Linked DNA regions of Rattus norvegicus: region 2 is linked to region 1. Evidence: chromatin contacts called from public Hi-C data. All regions are on one chromosome and are shown on one strand. The core of a region is the stretch at or near the end of the contact, and the rest is flanking DNA. Distances in the headings are between cores, read along the strand shown.

Region 1 (4,638 bases), core at 1,302-3,801:
ATATGGTGGCAGCACCTTTTTGAGCTGTTTGATTGACAGCAGAATGCATGCTTTCTGCAGAAAACCATTCCAATTATTGTTAAGCTATTTGGATCCAGGAGTCTTGCTGACAGGCGTGTCCTCTCTTGTTTTCCTTGGAATTAAAGGAGAACAATAGAATAATTTCCGTCTTAAGTTTAAGCTTTACGAAGGAGGCATCAGGAGGTCTTTCATTTAAGTTTTATAACCACCAAAAGCCTCATTTCCATTTAGTTGAGAATATGAGGTTCAAAGGTCACCAAGGGGCAGCAGCCCATGTGGCAGGAAAGCAGTTGTAAGCATCACAGTATCGGGTCCTCTAGAGTGGTGTCAATATGATAAGCTTCTGAGTACACACACACACACACACACACACACACACACACACACACAATCACTGCAGTACCGTAGCCATAACTTGCTCTCTGCACACACACATGCGCTTCTACTCTTTCATATACAGTTTCACAGATCCAAGTCTCCGATCTCCAAGGACATCACTCTGCATGGCAGGAAAAAATAGCCCTTGAAGGGAATGAGAGGCAAGAGAGGAAAGGGAAGGTTCCCTCGGAGCTTGGCTCATTACCCTGAAGGCCTTCTCTGGAGGAGAGGAATTAGAGTCACAGATCATTGGTTCAGTTCTGTGTCCTCCTCCCATTCCCTGCCCCTTCCTAATTATATGACTTTAGGCAAGTCCTTTAAACTGCCCTTTGTTCTTTCCCTGCCAAATGGAATCTTGTCAGATGACTTCTCCAGTCATTAGGATGATCCCAGGAGAAATGGCACAGGGAGGCAGTGCTTTTAAGTCCTAATCGGGAGTTAGGTAGGAGTCTTACTGCACACGCGATTCTGAGTTTCATCTTCAGGTTGGCTGTCTGATTCGCTGTTCAGGACTCAGCTCCACACATTCTTCTTTTGAGAAGTCCTCTTTCCTCATCGCTCTCTCTCTCTCATTAAAGCTATTTGTTTCAGTCAAGACGTTTCTCACCTGTGAAATGGTTTCTTTGCGTACTGGTATATCGTTGTTCTCCCTATGTAAAGGCTCCATTGTAGAGGTCAGAGGTTAAGTGTCTTTCTCAATTGCTCCCTACCATAGTATTTGAGATAGTCTCTCCTAGAACCTGGAGCTGGCCTGTTGGGGTACACTGGCTGGCCAGCAAATGTCCAGCTATGTTTTTGTTTCTGCCTCCAGCTCTGGAGTCCAGGTAGGAAACAACTTTCTATCTGTCTGTCTTCCTTTCTTTCTTTCTTCCTTCCTTTCTTTCTTTCTTTCTTTCTTTCTTTCTTTCTTTCTTTCTTCCATTTTTTTAAAAATATGGGTTCCACCTAATCAATCTGCACTTTCGTAGTGAACATTTTACAAATTAATTTCTCCATCCCAAAGGCTTTTGGGGGACAGAGCTCAGTCTTTTATTTCCAGGGACTATACATGAACAATACAGTCCCATCCTGTGTCTCTCTTCCTCTGAGAGGTCCTCATATCCCTGCCGTGGCTGGCCTAGAACCACTTATGTAGACCAGGCTGACCATAAATGGAGAGATGCCTCAGTGGTTAAGAGCACTGACTGCTCTTCCAGAGGTCCTGAGTTCAATTTCCAGCAACCACATGGTGGCTCACAACCATCTGTAAATGAGATCTGATGCCCTCTTCTGGTGTAACTGAAGACAGTGACAGTGTACTCATACATAAAATAAATAGATCTTTTAAAAAGTGCATAGGAATGGGCTTGACTTTGACTCTCAACTGTTGGAATTAAATATGTGGGTCGCCATGCTTGTCTGAGAGTACAGGATGGGTAATAGTGACTAAAAGTCACAACTACCATCAAAGACAACTTAGACTTGAAGGTAGGGATCAAACCAGGGCCTTGTGCATGTTAAGCAAATATCGTATCACTACAGCCCCAGTCTTTCAAGGCCAGCTTCTCAGGTAGCTAGCTAGCTAGATGACAATAGGTGCGTTCTTTCCCTGTGTCTAAGAACTTCACGGGATTTAAAGTCAGTAACTTCAAGATTGTTTTCATTACTAGTGTATCAACACTAATAATATAAGTGACCCTACGCTAGGCTCTGATGCTTCAGGCCTGTCAGTCAAATGACCCGTTCTTTTATCACCGCAAGGCACATCATCATCCGGTTTGCCCGCGGGGGGCGGGGGTGGGGGCCAAGCGGAAGTGGAGGTCGGTTCCCTGTTCCCACAGGGCTCTCAGCCACCCACAGGTGTCACTGCTACCGGCTCTCCGAGCCGGAGACGAAAGAGCATTTCTCTGGACGGTTCTCTTAGGATGGGAAGTCCGGACTTAGAGAGACCCCACGCCGCGTCTGTGTGGATAACAGGCGCTCTCTGGAACTTCGGCGGCAGGACGGCGAGCTCGGGCACCAGTCTTTGACTTTGAAATCGCGGAAGGAAGGTGGGAACTGGCGGCTGTGGGCAGCGGAGGGCAGGGGCGGTGCGGTGAGGGGGCGGGGCCAGGGAGGAGCTAGGCAGTGGGCGTGACGATGGGCTTGGTCAGCGCTTGCCAAACTCCAGGCTCCGCAGTTTGGCCCGCGCTGTCTCCTGTCCTGTGTCAGCACGCGCTCGGTCAAGGTAAGAACCCAGGGACTCTCGGCCAGGAGGATCAGAGGGGTGCGCGCTCACGGAGGTGGCCTCCACCTGCCGGAGATTGATCTTAGTGGGATTAGGCAGGATTTTTCTACCCTTCACATGGAGGTGGGAGCGTCAGGTCAGAGGCCCGTCCCCCTTGGGCCAGGAAGAGGGGACAGGTGCGCTCCCCTGATGGCCGCGCCTTCCCTGGTGGCTGCAGATCTGAGCCCTTTTGGACTTGGGATCTAAGCCGAGAGCACTTTCGCCTGAGTTCCCTTCCCAGTCGAGCGGCAGGGAGGCCTTTCTCCTCTCTGCCTGTGCCGCGGTAAAATTAGAATCCAGGAAGATGGTCCACAGTTGCTTGTGCGCCGAGCAGGTGCACTTATTTCTTTAGTTATTTTTCCCTTCTGGAAAGTGGTATCTGGATCTTGATAAACAGGGGTTTGAAGAATCAATGTGGGAAAAACTAAGTGGACCTTGTCCCAAGAAGGTGCAATTTTCCCTGGATTATACATTTCTTAACTTTTTTCCTGTCGTTGGCGAATGACTGATATGTTTCTGTGTACCAGGTCCCACCTCGGGTTGATCTTTGGAAACTGGACTATTTGATTTAGAAGAGTTGATCTCAGTGTTAGATTGGGACGACAGGGTGGCTGGCTTAGTTAAGTGGGTTTGAAGCCTGTCCAGAATAGTATGCTTTAAGCAGATGCCTTACATTTTTCCAGTGAGTGGCCATTTTCCTCTTAGGAAACTCTGACAACCTATTCCCGTCTAGATTATTCTCTTTTACAGAGTCGGGGAGTGTTAGGAGGAAGCATCAACTTATCAGCAAGTCTCCTAAGTAAGACCCGGGGTTTAATAGTTGAGTGAACAACACTGGTAGCTCTGTGGTCTGCAAGACTCAAAATAAGGAACTGCTTGATATTTACTGGGGGGTGGGGGGGTTGGGGGTTGGGGAGCTGTGGCTTACACGTTTGTTCAGTTATATTTTCATTGTTTAAGAAAGGCTTATCTTTTCGCCGTACACTTATTAATCTGGTCACTATTCCTATCCTTGTCATCGCTGGGTGCTTTCTGTAGAGTGCCTATGTTAATCACCCTCATTCTTCCCACAAGGGTGTGTGCCTTTGGCTTTGTGGAACTGTGTGGGACAATTATTGTAAACACACACAAATCAATGCTGAGCTCTAGCTGGCAATACCTTTGCCCTACATGGATCTGTGGCCTAGAATTTTTCTCTTTTTCTTTCTTTCTTTCTTTTTTTTTAAAGAAGAGCTTTTAAAGATTTATTTATTTATTTTGTATTTGAGTACACTGTAGCTGTCCTCAGACACACCAGAAGAGGGCATCAGATCTCATTATAGATGGTTGTGAACCACCATGTGGTTGCTGGGATTTGAACTCAGGACCTCTGGAAGAGCAGTCAGTGAACTTAACCACTGAGCCATCTCTCCAGCCCTCTTTTTTTTTTTTAAAGGATTGTTTATTATACTTTATGTATGAGTACACTGTAGCTGCGTTCAGACACACCAGAAGAGAGCATCAGATCCCATTACAGAGGGTTGTGAGCCACCATGTGGTTGCTGGGAATTGAACTCAGGACCTCTGGAAGAGCCGTTTCTCCATTCCCTTTCCTCTCTTCCTAAACAGTAAAGCATCTAGGGTATGAATGCATGGTTTAGCATTGCCAGGGTTTCCTTGCTTTCCTTACATCAAGGTGGTCTTGTTTACAAAGCAGGGCAGAGGCTACATTTTATCAAACCTGTGACGCTCAGTGGATGGTAACGTCCCTCCCAACAGCTGATCCGGAAAGGAGGATGGAGAGACTGGATAATTACTGGCCCATTTGTATTCTTGAAGAATGCCTGGCCTCCTTGCCTTCCCCCAGGCACCCAGGGCCTCTAACCACACCTCTGCCTACAGGTTCTCCAGGCTGGCCTGGTTGGTGCCTCTCTTCCTAGCCCTGCACCCGTTCTACTAGATTTTGGCATTTGCTTCACCCCTCCCCGGGTCTCCACTCCCATCTGAGGAAGATG
Region 2 (4,549 bases), core at 224-2,723, 140 kb after region 1:
AGACCAAGCTGCACATCTGCTACATAGTCCTTGTATGCTTTTTGGCTGGTGGTTTTGGGAGCCCCCAAGGGTCCAGGTTAATTAACTCTGCTGGTCTTTCTTGTGGGGTCCCTATCCTCTCTGGGTTCCTCAATTCTTCCCCCAATTCTTCCACAAGACTTCCTGAGCTCTGTCTAATATTTGGCTGTGGGCCTCTGCATCTGTTCTGGTCAGCTTCTGGGTAGAGGCTCTCAAAGGACAGTTATGTTGGGTTCCTGTCTGTGAATCCAGGCTGACAGAGACACAGGTGGCCTGAGGCGCCAAGGTAGTTGAAGGAGGAAGGCAGACCTGCAATGTGCGCGTATAGATCTTCGGAGGACAGCTCTGCACATTCTCCCCCAACTGGCAGGGGTTGCTGTGCATTCGTTTATGTCCATCTCACACAGGGCACCTGTGAATCCAGGACAGCGGTGACAAATATAGCTTCACATGTTGTTCATTGTGACAGGACTTTGACCAGCAAAGAGGCATCAGGGTCTCACAGTGTGTCCCTGTGAATCCACGACTCAGGCGGTCACAGTGGTTGTTGTTTCTTCCATCCACACAACGACCTCAGCTTTGACCTTTACAGATTCAGCTTTTCAAATTTTACAACCCAACCAATAGTGACCTCTCCACGTTAGTGTCCCTCGCCTTTAATACTGCCTCATTTCACCAAAAGGACTTTTGTCTTTCTGTAAGAGATTTTAGACCCATCTTGAAATCCCTCCAATACTGTAACATTCATTTAAAAGTCCAACGGATGTTCACTCTTATTCTCCTCAAGCTCCCATCTTGAGTGGCCAATGACTTTGTCTAAAATCCATTGTCACCATCTTGTTTCCTATGGTTCATCTTTTCTACTGTCTACTTTTCAGTTTGAAGCCACTAGTGGCTTAGATAGCTGGCCATCCCTACGTTGAGTTGAGTCAGTTTCTCACCACCAGGTGTTAGGGGAAGTGCACACACCAAAGGTCTCCATCCTATGACTCATAGGGCTTTCAGTGAGCCACCTCTGGCTGGTCCATGGTGACTCAGTCCCTGCTCAACGTTGTCTTCTCCCTCTACACTCCACAAAGCAGTATTTCTGGTAATAGTCCATTACATTTAAAGTTCTTTGTAAATATTTTTACTGTGAAGTTGAAAATTTCTCAACTTTTCTGTCTTCGTTTGACCATCCTCTGTTTACTGTACACTATATGTTTCCTGATTAAGGTTGGTCATATCAAACTACATGTTACCTTATAATACAATTTAATTATGCCTACTGTGTGAGATTCTGAAAGTTAGTCACCTAATAACACATCGAATGCAGAGAAAACAAAGGGATTGAAAGGAGAAAAAAACGTGCTGATTTAAGGAAGGAGAGAACCCCGGTGTGGCTTAGTGAGTAAGGGCAGACGGTGGTAAGAGAGAAGGCAAGAGAATTTGGGTCAGGAACATTGGCTGGTTGGTTGTAGACTCTGTTAATTACTAACCATATTGGGCAACGGGGGTGACTTAGGAAAATTAGATAAGTCAGGATGAATTTCACTTTGAAAGAGACGTAACACTTCTAAAAATACGCAAACAGGAACTTCTTGAGGGGGAAGAAAGAATTGGACATGGTTATATTTTAGTTTATTTGCAGAACTAAGCATTTGTTGAAGATGATAACTCCTTAACTTTGTCTCTTTCATGGACTTTTACAAGGTGTTAGTTAAATCATACAAAATTGTATATAAGCACTGTATGGGCCACAAGAGGGATATGAGCTATAGTAGAACAAACTACATTTTTTTTTTGCCTCAAATAAGAAGAAAAATTTATTCAGCTTGATAAATTGGCAATATAACAGAACATTGTTATTTATCTGGATTTCGAAACTGAATTCCAAAATAAAGACTTAAAAATGAAGGAATTCGAGTAGTTTGGGGGGAGGCAAGGAGAGGCTGAAATAAATAATATAAAGTTAAAAATGTGTTCCTTGCTACTTTTGCAGATGGTATCATAAGAACATCACTAGAGACCAGACGGAACGCCTGTTGAGGCAGGAGGTAAGCCTGTGTGTCCAGAGCAAGCCTGCGGCCATTTCTAGTAATCCTGAGAAGTTTATTAGAAAGGCTGTCGCCATTCAAAAGAGGAGTGCTGGTACTCTTTCTAATCTGGAAAAGCCCTCACAACCCCACTCCCACTGCACATTTTTCTAAGTCAGAACGTAGACATATTTATTTGCATAAAGATCACCTTTTCATTGACTACCATCATCGTTTCAGAAACAGGTTGCCCTTGAAGTGATTTCAACTCTGAAATGTACTCTCTCAGTGGAGCCTGTGTCTGAGTCACCCATGACAGTGGTTCTAAGCCTCCCTAAGGCTGCCACCCTTTAACACAGTTCCTCACGAGGTGACCCACCTCCGACTATAAAATTATTTTCACTGCTACTTCATAACTGTAATTTTGCTACTGTTATGAATTATAATGCAAATATCTGTGTTTTCTGATAGTCTTAGGTGACCCCGTGAAAGGGTTGTTAAACCACAAAGGGGTCATGACCCAGAAGTTAAGAACCACTGCTATAAGCACTTTGCTGCGACAGAGACTCAACCTGGTGACCTCTGCTTACACTCACGAAAAGCACAAATACAGAAAAATGTGCTGTGTTCATTTCTTTAGTCTTTAGAAACAAAGGGAAGGAGAGTTGGTTGTTAAAATATTAAATTCATATCAAAACTACTCATTTTGGTCAAAGCAAGACAAAACAGCAGAGAGTTTGAGTTTCCAATTGTCAGTGTGTGGTCACTGTGGGGAAAGGAAGAGTCAAACCCAGACCCTGGAGAGGAAGTGTTGTGTCACATGTCACTCTCTGGTGGCCTCAGGTGTTTGGGGATTCTAGAACTACAAATGAGAATCACCTCTGTATCTATATATAAAAGCATCCATGCCAGTAATGGCCCAGGATGCTGAGAAGACCAACTCTAAAATAGAGGAACGAATGGAGGAGGGGACGAAAGTCAGGCCTAGCCCTGCATGCTTGTGAGAACTTGTGAACTCCTCAGCTTCCGTTCTGGAAGGTTAAGGGAAGGAAAGCCGGAGCAGCTTCCCAGTGAGCAAGAGGACATAGGTCACATGATCCCAGGACCGTGGATGTCCAGCGCAAGAGCTTCTGTAACTGGAAGTTCTCGTCTTGCTGAAGACACCAGAGCAAGGTGGCGTAGCACAGCCCACATGCCCGCCACACTGAAGCAATATTAAAACAGTTGGCCCTGAGTTTTTCCAAAGATTTTGTTATTGTTGTTTGTTTTCCCTTGTTGAGATAGAACCTCCTATGGCCCAGGCTGGCCTCAGACTCACTACATGGCTGAGAATAATCTTTAGTTTATGACCTGCCTCCAACCTTCAAGTCATGATCACAAGCATGGGCCCTATGTTCAGCTGACCTGACATTTCTGAAGGGTCTAAAATTCCACACACAGTTGCAGCCCACACCATCATTGCTCCCTCCACACTCACTAGAGGCAGTTAAAGAAACCTGCGTTCTGATTTGTCCGTTGTTTATAACTATAAATACTATCCACATGTCTATGTGGATGATTTTACCACTCGAATGAAGAAGCTCGTATACATTGATATTTACTTAGTTTTGAGAAACAGTCTCACTGTGTAGCCCAGGGTGGACTCAAACTTGAGGCAGCCCTTTTAGTTGCTAGGGTAATAGGTATGAGCTATTATCTCAGATTGTTGGATTTTTGTGAAAATATTATGCTCATTCACTCGTGTACATGGAGAACCAACATACTGTGTAATATTTCACTGTATGCATATGAAAAAGTTATCCAATGTTCATAACCATTCAACTTGTTTATAACTTTTTACCTTTAGGGACACTGAGGGAATATTCTTCCTCGTAAAAATCATCTTGCATACACAGGCACACACTGGATGTTCAGATTTAGTATTACCAGGCATTTTTAAGCCTTGATTCAGAATAGGCTGGCAACCACTTCGACTGGCTGCGGTTGTTCGAGTTCCAGTGGTTCTCATAGGTTCATATATTTGAATGCTTGGTCTGAAGTTGGTGGAATTGTTCAGAAAGGATCAAGAGGTGTGGCCTGGTTGGAGGAAGTATGTTACTGTGTGTGTGTGTGTGTGTGTGTGTGTGTGTGTGTGTGTGTGTGTGTATGTGTGTGCTGAAGCTTCCAAAACCCACACTATTCTGTGTTCCCAGTTAGCATTCTCTCTCTCTCTCTCTCTCTCTCTCTCTCTCTTTCTCTCTCTCCTCCTCCTCCTCCTCCTCTCTCCCTCTCTCCCTCTCTCCCTCTCCCTCTCTGTTGCTTTGTTGAGACCTATGCTCTCGCCTATTGGTCCAGCATCATGCTTGCCTGCCTGCTGCCCTGAGACCCCACCCCTCCCCAGAATGTTCATAGATGCCAGCCCTCTGGACTTATTTCTTCCAAATGACATGTTAGGGTTTTACTGCTGTGAAGAAACACCATGACTAAGGAAACGCTTATAAATGATAACATTTAACTGGGGCTGGCTTACAGGTTCA

What was found. A called contact is a pair of places that touch in the nucleus more often than the background predicts.
Region 2: a Hi-C map of liver shows a contact between it and region 1, with 2.4 times the contacts expected there. The contact joins the enhancer-like site here to the promoter of Tec in region 1. A contact is called at or near these places in 5 of 12 Hi-C or Micro-C datasets (the Rat2 cell line, kidney, liver and 1 more).

What each region holds. Positions count from the first base shown.
Region 1 is chr14:35,704,319-35,708,956 of GRCr8, forward strand. It overlaps Tec (tec protein tyrosine kinase), which reads left to right and starts at 2,552. Exons shown (of 19, transcript NM_053432.1): 1 at 2,552-2,605.
Region 2 is chr14:35,841,263-35,845,811 of GRCr8, forward strand. Txk (TXK tyrosine kinase) reads left to right here. Exons shown (of 15, transcript NM_001024255.1): 6 at 2,000-2,054. Among named protein-coding and RNA genes, the nearest start is that of Txk, 26 kb to the left of the region's middle. Within about 2 kb of position 1,474, at least 2 of the 93 cell types and tissues checked have an H3K27ac peak or open chromatin away from gene starts, as enhancers often do. A contact at or near this core is called in liver, where this site is marked.